Regions from separate parts of the Mus musculus genome. Here region 1 is linked to region 2. A link is a contact called in public Micro-C data. All regions are on one chromosome and are shown on one strand. Each heading gives the region's core, a stretch centred on a gene start, on an enhancer-like site or on the middle of the called end of the contact. The rest is flanking DNA. Distances are from core to core; before and after follow the strand shown. Region 1 has its middle 270 kb from the start of Ppargc1a. Region 2 holds the start of Ppargc1a (peroxisome proliferative activated receptor, gamma, coactivator 1 alpha).

Region 1 (6,591 bases), core at 2,688-5,187, 270 kb before region 2:
GGAAAGGTGGTGGACAGTCTCAACATAAAGGGGGACATATTGAGCCAGTGCTCCTGTGTTTTGCTGATGACTGGAATTTTAAAACGTGGTCTCATGCTAGAAAGGGACCCCCAGCTCTTTCCTAGCCACCAGGGACAGCAGGGTTATGGTTCTTTACCAGGCTCCAGCTTGATGTGACTACTACTATGGCTTCCTCTCTGTGGAGCTTAGAGCTCTTCACACCTGTGCAAATCCATTTTTTTCTCGTCTTTCCTTTTAATTAAGAGCTCGTGTCGGGAGCAAGAAATAAGGACTCAAGGAAGATAGCTGCTTGTTTTTATTCTGGAACACAATGTAGAGATGTTTATTTTGAAAATGAAGATTATTTGGTTCCAACAGGATTTCTATTTTGCTATAAAAAGACAGCATCGGGTGAAAGGAACAGGGGAGAGAAGGTAGGATAATGGCAGCCTACACTGCTCTAAAATGTGTTTATCTAAATGAACAGGCATGGTATTTCAAGACTGATAGTGGAAGGAGGTCTTTTCATTGGTTTGGAAAAAGCTCCCTGTGGGCTGTTCTTTTTTAACACAGCCTAATGGAGTGCTACTTAATGAGAGCCATGCGGATCTCAAATTCAATTTTGTTTCTAACTGGCTAACGCACGTATTTAACTTTGATCTGTAAGTAGGAATGAGGAGCACGATTGGCTAATGTTTGACTTCCAGTTGGTCTAATGAGATTTTATGAATATCAATATTGCTACAGCATCATAATGTATTTGCTGGCTTTTGTGGCAGAGAAAACATATTGCTGTCTATTAGGCAAGTGACTTAGTTTCCTAACACCCCAGTAATTATTCCAATTTCCCTTCAGTGAGTGTGGGACCACTTCTTAATTTTTAGAGAGGTCAGCATATTTCTTTAATTGAAGCTTAGTTGGACTATACCTAATGTCAGTCAACTGTTGTTAATAGGCTCTATTATAACACAAAAGTGCTGATATTAAATGTTGCCGGTGAACCCCGACTACGGTGAGGAGCTGGCATTGCAAGGCCACATTAGCCATACAGCAACAGTCCTTAATTTATGTGGTTAAATTCATTTTAGCCACTGAAACTTGACAACTAATTTTGGATAAGAATGATTGGAATTGATAAAGTCCCTTATTTTTGGAAGTGGCTGTTTTTCAAAACAAATCTTTTATCTAGCATGGCACATAATTTAGTGGAATCATACACAAATTGGCATTGCTGTTGATCATGCAGGCCAGAGACTGTTCAAATCATTAGGCCCTTTATTTTATTTTATTTTTTTAGAAAGAAATGAAGAGTGTTGCATGAGAGCCGTGATGCACACCCAGAGTAAAACATATGTAGCAACACTATGTAAAATATCATTTCTAGAAAAGGATATGAGAAACTCTACTCAGTGTTTGTTATACACAAATTGTTACTTTTAGAGGAAAATGTAATGAATACTGGCACAGCAGAAAATACAGTCAAAAGAAAGCAAGGGATGTTTCTTTTATGAAGATTTTTACCTCTATATTAAGCCCCTTACAAATGCATCCCATTTGTTCTTCATAGGGACTACCCAATGTGACTATCTCAGTTACTTTTCTGTGACAGTAGAAAAATACCCTGACAAAAGCAACTTAAGGGAGAAAAGGTTTAATTGGCTCACAGTTTCTGGGGTAAACAGTCTATCATGGCAGGGCAAACATGACAGCAGATGGGGAAGGAATGGAGGCAGGAGCAGGGGGGCTTTCTGGTCATGTATCCACAATCAAGAATCAGAGTAGACTTAAAGTAGGGCAGAGTGTAAAGCATCAAGCCCATCTCTTCTTCCTTCAGAGAGGCTTCACTTTCTAGAGGTCCTGTAAGGTTCTCAAACAGCTGAGGACCAAGTGTTCAAACATGGGAGCCCACAAGAAACATTTTGTATTTAGACCACAGTACTGGCTAGGAGTAACCTCACTTTACAGCTCAGGAGACAGCTCCCATAAGACTGAGTTACTGATACAAAGCTAATTGCTGGACTATGGCAGAGCTGGAGTTCCTGCTCAGACCAGCTTGCTCCAAGGCCCAATTCTGTTCATATGAGTGGATATTTCCTGAGTGAATGGCTCTAATTAGTGTTCATCTCTGTGTCTTCTAGTATCTTTTGTGGCGTTACACACTCAAAGAAACCATAGCTCCCTGCCAGTCCCATCTCTGACTTTGGAACTTACCCTCTGAATCTCTGCCTCTTCTCTCAGTTCCTTCTTTGTAGTTTATATTCAACAATACCAAAGCCCTCCTTGTTTCCTGCCTGTCCAACCTCCATTCTTGAAGAAGTCTCCAAACTCTTATGACAACCTCAGCTCTGAAGTAGATCTTGTTAACTTCACCTCTAGGTAAGGAGCTTGGGCTCAGGGGAGTCAAATGGCCTTTTATCGGCACACATCTCAGAGATAACTGTCCTGGGGTCAGAGCCTACATTTGCCCTGGTTCAAAGTCTTGCACTTTCTCCATGGAATCTGAGCTGGGGCTTGAAGGAGGAGATAGGATTCTAGTGTGTTGGGCACTGTAGGGAGAGGTGAGCTGGAATTAATGAGAGAAAGCTTCGAAGTGAGCACATACACAACCAGTCTCAGGAAAATGACTCATGTCATTAGGATGGAGGATGCTTCAGATGGGTCCACTAAGTAGACCTGATTCACTAACAGAACAGATTTGACTTCTTGGCTATTCCGATTTGAAGTCATGTTCTCCTGATTTAGGACAGTTCTTGGGACTTCGGAGATGTTTTACTGGAGTTTATCTCTGGTACGTTGATAAACTCTCTTATGGTCACCCATCCTCCCACAAAAAAACTATTCTTGTATCTTGTGTGCTTCATACCATGCATATGCTATGACCTTTCTCTAGGCCAGTGGTTCTCAACCTGGGGATGATGACCCTTTTGGGGGGTTGCATATCAGATGCTTACATTACTATTCATAATAGTACAAAAATTATAGTTATGAAATAGCAACAGAATAATTTTATGGGTCTGGATAAGCACAACATGAGGAACTGTGTTAAAGGGTCTAGCATTAGGAAGGTTGAAGACCACTTCTGTAGGCCATAAGGAAGATTGGTTCAGCATCACCAGACATGTTCCCTTCAAAGATGAGGGTACTGGGGGAAAAAGGCACCATTTGTTTTTCTCTTGTGGCATTTGCTGAAGTCACCTCCCAAGGGCTTTGCCATGAGGAGGGAGAACATTTACAAGGGCTCTCAAAGGTCCATTGCTGATGAAATATTTCTAGTCTTTTCTTCTTGTTCTATTGTTAAGTTATTTGGCAACCTTGCAGAGTTGAGAAATCAGACTATAGGGCATGGCAAGATGGCTCAATTGGTAAAGAGATTGCATTGCAAGCACGAGGGTCCAGTTTGATCACCAGCCCCCACATAAAAAAGCTGGATATGGTGGCATGTCTTATCACAAGAGTGCTGGAAAGGTAAGAACTGGTTGATCCCTGGAGCTTGATGGCCTACTGCCCTCAAATAACATGGCAAGTTCCAAGCCAGTGAGAGACACTGCCTCAAAGTAAAGAAAGGGAAGACATTTGAGGATGTTTTCTACACACATGTGCACATATGTGTGTGCTCATGTACACACACATCCTTCCCCCTACCATATATACAACACACACACGCACACGCACATGCACACATACATGGTGGAATCAAATAACTAACAATTCCCATCATGCTCTTTTGGGGTATTATGTAAGAGTTGTAGTGCCCAGCTAGTCACATGTTTATTTTAGATAGGAAACAAAGGAAAGCTCTCAACTGGTCTTCCATTGCTTACATTCTCTTAAGAAATGTCTTGATTTTCTATGTGTGCCTTCTCAAAGGCTCCCGTCCTGCAGATTACCCACCTTCTTTTCTCTGTCCCTGTTGTGAAACCCATTGAAGCTGGCTGGTTGTCCTGGCAAACAGCCCAATATTTCCTCAGGTCTTAGGAAATGATGAAACCAGGCTGGCCAGGAGGTCACTTCATCTCTTTGTTTCCGATGACTCTACCTGACCAGGGCTCTAAAAACACAAAGTCAGGCACATCCAAGCCAGCCAGAGTCCTTCCCCTCAGTACCACAAAGCCAGTTTCTGTTATGTGTTGGGTTCTGGAGGGCTTGACAATCCAAACAGATGCTCTGTCTGCTTTCACCGGCTATCAGCATACTTCCTAGGATGCTCTCGAGCAGCTCACAGCTCGTTTGTTTCTGCACTCCCCACAATGTCTCTCTGCTGGGTTGCTGAGTTCCAGGTAGTGTGGTGAACTCTCACTGCCCCTTTATTCAATCAGCTCAGCATTTTGTGAAGCCGAAGAGATTGTTTTGCTCAGCAAAGTTGGAGAGTTTGTTGTATCCATCTATCTGGATCATTTATAAAAATATTAAAGTAGGCCGACCTCAGCGTGGCCCCTGGAGCTCCCTTCAGGTGCACTTTGTCTTATCTTTAAGCCGATTTACTCAACACTGGTTAGGTATATAGTAAGTGTTCAATAACTATCTTGCTGATGCATTGATTCCCCATCCCTTGTCAGCCCACTTCCCACAATCCCAGCATGACTCAGTGTTTTAATGGTCCCAGATCTGAAATACTGTCAGAAGTCTCTTCTGAGGCTAAAGAAATCCTATGATTTTTTTTTTCCTCCTTGTTCCCATGCTTGCCCTCTCGGAGGAGTTACTTGATCAAGCAGACCTAAGTTCATTGACTCCACCCTCAGCCATGGCCCTGTTCTCTTTGTCGGTTTGTTATCTTCCCTGTGCAGTAAGATTACTGCATTCGCTGATCCTGAGAGTCTGCAGGCCCCACAACTAAGCAGGTGGCTTGTCTTCCCATGGACAGGTAGTCTGCCTCTGCCAATCTCATACCATATACTTGCTATTGGTAGCAGCAGCAATGTTTGATTTGCAAGGCCCCCAGCTTTGCCCTTGAACTAAAAGCATATTTACAAATTGCAGATTCATTTTTCCTGTAGCTCGCTCTTGCAAATATTAAGTGCCAAGACTTCTGCTAGGTATGAAGATCAGGGGGCTCTGCATCCAGGGAGCTTTTCTTTTTTTTTTTTTTTGCTGTTAAGGGATGGCAAAGCAGCCAAGCTATCATACATAACAATGAAAATTTCAGATTGTAGGGAGAGTGGTGAAACATAAGGATGTTGTGAGGCCTACAACAGTACCTGGGCTAAGAGCTCTTCCCCATGGAGGAAAATGACCCTCTTCTGGTTGTCTGATGAATAGTTAGTCATGTCGTGTATGATCTGACAAAGAAAGTTCTTGGAAGAGGAGACCCTGACACATCCTGACTGTTGAATTCAGAATTTCTACATGAGTTTCAAGTGGACACAGATTCTGGTTTTAGTATCTCATGTAGCTAACATTTTCACAAATCAGAAAAAGAGTATTCTAGACATTCTATCTCTATCCACCCTAGTTATTAAGCCAACTAAAGGCAGACCCACTCACCAGTTCTATTCAGTGATGTATCCTACATAGCTTAGAAAGTGCTCAGTGAGCCCTTGGCAGACTCTTCCAGATTAGAAGATTAAGGTTTAGAGAGGTAAGCTGGGCCACGGGAAGAGAACTAGAATTGAATGAGCATATTTAAAACCAAAGCTTCCCCAACACCTCCCATTTGGGGTAAGTGCGTAGGACCCACCTGCTACCGGATTCTTTATTTCTGAGTACCCCTCAAGTTCAGATCAAGGCAGGGAGCTAATTTGCCTGTTTTGCTTTCTATTCATTCCTCAGAGAGTAGTCCCTTGGGGGCTCCATCATTAGAGAGCCCCACTGGTTTCTGAGCTAACGTGCTGTCTTTGATATGGGTTCAGATCTTTTCAAAGGCCAGACCTCAAACTCTGCCTGCCAAAGTTTGCCTTCCAAGAGGTTTTATATGAACCACAGAAGCAGTACAGCTCACATGCTTAAGTTTTGCCAAATACACAGAAGCAGAGAGAATTCAAGGAACTGAATGCCTACCAGGTGGCTCATTGTGATGGATATTTTGTGTTTTAGGCATACAACCGAAGTTAATAGCAATTATCACAGGAACAGGGTCTTGAGAACTGGTCTGGGTTCAGAAAGAGCTGGATTAAAAGACAAGTTTTAGCATTTATAAACTTGACAACTTTGGAAAGTTACTTAATTTTCCTGTTCCTTAGTTACTTAAAAATAGAGCTAATGGGATTTATCCCAGACGCTGATTGTGAGAATTAATAAAACAAGAAAACATTTCTCCATGCTTGCCTGAAGCCAGCATTCAATAAATATGACTTATCAGGATTGCTATGCTTTATAGAGTCTAAGATGCAATATATTAAGGACCATTATTTTACATAGCACTAAGAGAACATGCTGTCAGTTCAACTCTAATGCACAATCAAGTATGAGGCATCCTGATATCCAAGATGAGAAAACGGTACATTCTTCCATGATTGAAATATTGTGTATAGAACTCATTCTGCAACCCATTAGTAATGACAATAAATTATCAAAGCATCTAGAGCAAATAATTGGACAGCCTTTGTCAGGTCCTGAAGAAACTGAGGACTGGCACCTTTCTTTATAGCCTCTCTC
Region 2 (6,208 bases), core at 2,635-5,134:
CCTACAGGGCATGCTGCTCTTGCCTCTGGCTGCCCATGGTTTCTCCTCTACACTGTCTTCTTTAACGATTTGGCCTCTACTTCACTTTTGTGTACGTTATTTCAAGCTTATAAGGGGAAGTGGGCAAAGAAAATCAGGCTGTGATTTTTCTGAGATTCCTGCTTTGATCATAGGACAAGGTTAACATTGAAATTCACGGTCTTACTATTGTCTATGGTGTTTGGCTTTGGATATTTTGGTTTGTGGGATTATTTTCACTTTTTAGAAATATGCTGTTACATATAATAGAGTATGAAGAACACACGCACGCACACGCGCGCACTCACACGCGCACACACACACACACACACACACGCCTATACGTTGGGACATGAGTGGGGAAGGAAGCACACACGGGTCCTCAGATATATTTAAAACAATGTTGAAATTTCTTTCCCCACCTTCCTGGATCCCTATCTCCACCTGCTCTACTCCTTCACATTATCAACTTAAAGCACAAGTTTTTCTGCCTCCAAACAATGGTGGGATCTTGGAAAAGAAATGTGAACAGAACTACTGAAAGGAGGGATTCTATGGGCATGGAATCCACCCTGTGTAGTTAGTTACACAGCACCATAGGCAGCCACCAAGTGTTAATAAATACCTTTATCCATTGTTTTGAGAAAACATGGGTTGATTTGGATTTGACTTGGGATTATCAGTATAAGGACCTTGTCCCTGCACATGGCTTATTTTTCAGGATAAAAGGAAGTTTTGAACAAGGTGAGACTTGGTTTCTTATAGAAAATGATTCTGTTCCTTAAGGTTTAGTTTCCCCCCTCTCCCCTAGTGGTAAACTCCCTTGTATTCATGTTGTATACCCTTTCTGTCTGTCAGCCCTTGTAATGTGTGGCCGAACACACTGTAGAGTTTCTGTAGACATTAGTTTGCTGAAAGCAAACATTTGGGAATCCTCTATACAAAGTTGGAAGAAGTGAGAGGCAGGCTGCACACACACACACACACACACACACACACAGACACACACCACACACACACACACACACACACACAGAGAGAGAGAGAGAGAGAGAGAGAGAGAGAGAGAGAGAGAGAGAGCAACAGGAGTCAAGACAGAGAGAAAATTAAATATAGAAACTGCCTGGGGAGACAGAAAAATCCAAGGTTGGTGAGCAACTAACAATTTAAATTCTCTTGAGAAGAGCAAAAAGCTGGACAGAAGAGGACTTTTAATTTGAAGAGTTAATTAAGCAAATGATAAGACTTCTAAAATATCCTTCTTGTTAGAGTTGTAATTTTGAGGCCCAAGAAACAAGTAGAAGGTATTCTCATTCACTCTACAAATCAGTTTAAAATGGACTTCTATAGCAGCAGAAACACAAGGGGAAGAGGGCAGCGTGTCTGTGTTCATCAGCCCTGTGCTCTCTCTAGCTTCACATACCCCTTTTTATGAAGGTAGAGGACAGAGTGGCTGTTTTAAGCAGATCATTAGCTTCATGGATGTGCTGGGTTAGTTTCTTTTCTTTTCTTTTCTTTTCTTTTTTTAAAGTAGAATTAGGTGGCAAAAAAAGAAAGAAAGAAAGAAAGAAAGAAAGAAATTATCTTTTCAAAGCAAAGAAAAAGAAAATCCTGCCACAATTCAGTGTGAGCAAGTTAAGATATCAAAACAATAATGCAGAGTTATCTAGTGCAAGCAACCATCTGTAAGAAGAGGTGTGCATGAGGTTTGAAAAAGTATGGTGGATGCCTAATGGATGACAAAGAGAAACCAAAGTATCAGTTACCATCAGGATGCCAGGATTGCTTGATAATGATGAATAAACATCGACTCTTTATAGCTAAGTGGCCAGCATTATTTCACAGTTGACTGTGTGGAAAGTAGAGCCCATGACCTTTGTCCTGAATTTTAATAGTTTACTGAAGTTTTACATTAAGTAAAAATCTAATTGGCAAGAAAAATTAGTGTTTCTTTGTGGGAGTACAGAGTAAGGCTACTAATTGCATGTAGAAAATGATCCCAGGGTTGTCTCTCTCTCTCTCTGAATTAGAAAATTAAATGAATAATACCTTTCTGATGTTTGGAAGAGGACAGTTGTAGCAGTGAAGTATATTCACCTAATTTAGAATGTCAAAGCTGTTGGCCATCTTGTTCTGTTCACTTATTGACAAACTGTCGATTTCATTACCATATTCCCTGTCTACTAGTTGTGGACATCCAAGCAAACAGACCCCTTATACGGGGTCTGAAGCAAACAGCAAGCTTGTGGGCTTTGTGTGTGTGTGTGTGTGTGTGTGTGTGTGTGTGTGTGTGTGTGTGTGTGCACGCTCGCTGCATTTCTTTCTTTCACTTTACTGTATTAGTAACTGACTATATAAAGTCAGACTGAGAGAAGTCACCAATGTTTTCCTTCTAAGGGGAGAGAAAATAAAGAGCACATTAAATTAACCTCAGTGGAATAGGAGTTTAAATGAATGGTGCTTTATAAATTATATTTAGATGCATAGGGACTTTTTTCTTCTTCTAAATTACTGTCAAGTAAAGGAAATGAGCTGGTTTTTGAGTCTGTGGGGTTTGAGGTATTGTGAAAATATGTTTTCAAAGGTCCCCTGTGCATTTCTCACTGGGCCTGGAAGGGTTAAGTCTGAGCACCCAAGTGTTATGGAAAGTGCTGAGAGTTGGTTATGTCCTCTGTCTGTAATGTCACAGGAAAAACAGTGGCACCTGCATTACCCCTCATTGACTCAGGAACGACAAAAAAGTATTAGTAAGCAAAGCTCAAGAAATGAGTATCTCTGCTGATACCATTTCAGTGTTTTTCCTTCATTCCCTGGACATTCTTGATTTCAAAAACAAACTGTACAGCCCAAGGCACTAGGGTTGGAGTCCAATGTTTATTCAAAAAGGCACCCTGAAGCCATGAGGAAGACTGTGCTACATATGAGAAAAGAAATAAGGGGTGGGGGCAGGTGAGTAGCTAAGCTGTTTCAGGGATGGCAGCAGCAATTGTATTTTCTAGCATTTGTTTTCTGGGAGCCTATGAGATCCACGGAAAGAATCATGAGGGGGAACCCAAGAGTCTAGGGTGTTGTGGCTTGCTTGCTTTACAAGGAGCAAGGCAAACTGCAGTAACAGTTTAGGAGACTGCATTCTCTACTGCCAAGGAGACAGCTGATTTGGGGTAGAGAAATTTGTTTAGACCTAAACAAATGTGGCGGTTTTGTTGACTAAACATGGAAAGAAAGAAAGAAAGAAAGAAAGAAAGAAAGAAAGAAAGAAAGAAAGAAAGAAACAAAGAAAGAAAGAAAGAAAGGAAGGAAGGAAGGAAGAAAGGAAGAAAGGAAGGAAGGAAGGAAGGAAAGAAAGGAGAGAGAGAAAGAAAATCGGGGGTGTTGCCTTCAAACACTCCTCTAATAGGGAGGGAAAAAAAAGAATCTCATGAAAATGTATCACATGAGGAGCGCTTGCTTCAGTTCCAAGCTGAGTCTGGGGCTACTTGGAAACCATTTCTTAAAGCACACACATTTTAGGCAAGGGTGTAGTTACTGTGTCAGTAACAGGGGATCTTTGCTATTTGCCTGTTTTGGATGGAAAATAAATTTAAAAAAAAAAGATTGCAGGAGATTTGAGTTATTATGTGAGCAGGGCTCCGGTTTAGAGTTGGTGGCATTCAAAGCTGGCTTCAGTCACAGTGTGATGCTTGAAGCCTCCCAAAGGCCAAGTGTTTCCTTTTCTTTCTTCTATTTTTTTTTTCCTCTCTCTCTAAGCGTTACTTCACTGAGGCAGAGGGCTGCCTTGGAGTGACGTCAGGAGTTTGTGCAGCAAGCTTGCACAGGAGAAGGGAGGCTGGGTGAGTGACAGCCCAGCCTACTTTTTAATAGCTTTGTCATGTGACTGGGGACTGTAGTAAGACAGGTGCCTTCAGTTCACTCTCAGTAAGGGGCTGGTTGCCTGCATGAGTGTGTGCTGTGTGTCAGAGTGGATTGGAGTTGAAAAAGCTTGACTGGCGTCATTCGGGAGCTGGATGGCTTGGGACATGTGCAGCCAAGACTCTGTATGGAGTGACATAGAGGTGAGCTGGGGCTGAGTATTGCAGGACCGGAGCTTCTCTCAGATGCAATGATTCCTGGAGGGGGGGGGGGATGGGCTAGGGGAGAGGAGGGGACATAGAAAGTGGCTCAGCGGGAGCTTTTGGAGGGGGAAATCTCCATCTTATCTTAACTCCAATAAGTTTGCTATTTTAAGGTGGCTCGGAGATGCCTTGAGCAAATCAAAGCTTAGCTGCTGTCATCAGTATCTGTAGCAGTTAGAAACTCTTTCCATGTGCCTTTGGCTCTGTTTCTACTCATATGCAATATTTATGCTCTAAGATATTGATATGAATCAGGAGCTGAAGTCTTTCCAGTGTTCAGTGGCCTGCTTGGAAAAATGCCATTTCTATTTATAAGAAAATGAAGATAAACATTAAAATGAATTGTGTTAAAAAGAGAGTCCGTTTTGACTCTCGTCAGGATTTATCTTTTCCGCCCTCCTCTCTCTGTTCATTAAACAGAGAATTTACAAGACCCTAAATATTCCTGCTGGGTCTGAGTTAGGTTGCTTTTCCCACAGAACACAAAACGACAGTGCTGTTTCCTTTAAAACACTTGTGTGCGGCTGAAAGGGTTGGCTAGCGAGTTAAAAAAAAAAAAAAAAATCCCAGCCTTAAGAGACCAAAGCTTTCTGTTTGCTTCTGTGGCGAGAAACCGAACGGTTAAATCTCTCTACCACGGAGAGCTGCCTGAAGCCGGGAGAGAATGGAGTTTATGCAGACCGTGTGTGGAGCAGCTCACTGCTTGTGTAAAAATAGACCGCAATACATCAATTCCACAGTCTCTGCTGGCTACAATTCATACAGGGGAGGAAAAAACACAAGCAGTTTCCCCGTAATCTCTGGAGTCTAGCTGGGGCCAGAGGACTTCAGCGTGTTTGCATTCAGTACAATGGAATGTTCTCGGGGAAAGTTTGAGCAAGTTGGAAAACAAGTGAAACTTTTGTGGACTCTGGTGAGATGGACCCGAATTGAATTGCGCGGAGGATCGGAGCTGCTAACTAACAATGGTGCTTCCTCCCGGTAGCGGGGGCACGTAGGGTAAGGGGGAGGGTCAAGTGCCACACGTGATTTGATTAAATAAGATGTCCGTGTGGTGCAGTGATACACATCTAAAGTGAAAATGATTTGGCGAGGCCGCCTGCGAATGCATTTTTCCTATCTAGCCAGGCGTGCCCTGGGTCCTTAACTCTTTGCTGGGTCTGCAGATGTTGGCTCCGTTTGCTTTCCCTAGGCTTTGGCAGATCGGATTTGCAGGTTATAATTATTGTTATCTTGTGATTTCTTGGCAAGGCAGAATAGATATAGATAATTCATGTGTCCCTTGGCTATTGAAGTCAGAGTTCTAAGTGGATTCAAAGTCCTAATTGTTGGAGTAGCCAGCGTAACCCGTGGGTGGTTGTCTGGCTGGCACCATAGCTCTCTTCGAATCACTTTCATTTTTACCTCTTGGATCGTTCCGAAACTGCTCAGAGACTGAAGAGCTGTGATCTAAAGGAGATGAGGAAGATTTGCCTTAGTCAGAATTCCTGTGATTGTTTGCAAATAAACGCCATAGCCATTTATAACCATGGCTTTAAGTTTGTTCTTTCTTTGTTTTTCTTAAGGAGTTGGGGATAGGGGCTCAGCGTCCAGCCTTAGATTGAGTCTCAGTTAGTGCGGCATAGTAGACAGCCAGCTGCTAGAAACCCGTGCCTTCGAGCCTGTGGCTCTGGGAATCATTCCTGCCTGTCGAAATATTACAAGCAGCAGGTAGTGTGGGCAGCTTCCATTTTTTTGAATCATTAATGCTTGCTGTCATCTTCAAACCTATTATGTCCTTTCACACATAATGACAGGACAGTGTATTGGTTAATAAAAACCCAAACCACCAGAGCTACTCAGAGTCTCCTGGTATTTCACAGCTTAATGGAGGGGATGTACAATAAGGTTACTAAGATTGATAGAGACAGATCACCTGACACTCTTCACGAAGACTGTCATTCTTACCTGCCTCCATACCTCCCAGTTCAACTACTGTTTTTATCACAAGTTAAGTTTCTGTTTTTTATTAATTTAATTAAGGCTGCCAAGTCCACTGACTCTCTCTTCTCTCTCTCTTTAAAATTTACCATCAATGG

What was found. Hi-C and Micro-C count contacts between places; a contact is called where the count stands out from the background.
Region 1: a Micro-C map of brown adipocytes shows a contact between it and region 2, with 4 times the contacts expected there. The contact joins the enhancer-like site here to the promoter of Ppargc1a in region 2. A contact is called at or near these places in 1 of 484 Hi-C or Micro-C datasets (brown adipocytes) and 2 of 115 datasets of contacts at active chromatin or transcription factors (astrocytes and pancreatic cancer cells).

What each region holds. Positions count from the first base shown.
Region 1 is chr5:51,823,162-51,829,752 of GRCm38.p6, reverse strand. It overlaps a transcript of Ppargc1a not described here. Among named protein-coding and RNA genes, the nearest start is that of Ppargc1a, 270 kb to the right of the region's middle. Within about 2 kb of position 3,937, at least 8 of the 459 cell types and tissues checked have an H3K27ac peak or open chromatin away from gene starts, as enhancers often do. A contact at or near this core is called in brown adipocytes, where this site is marked.
Region 2 is chr5:51,551,597-51,557,804 of GRCm38.p6, reverse strand. It overlaps Ppargc1a (peroxisome proliferative activated receptor, gamma, coactivator 1 alpha), which reads left to right and starts at 3,884. Exons shown (of 13, transcript NM_008904.2): 1 at 3,884-4,070. The coding sequence starts at 4,023.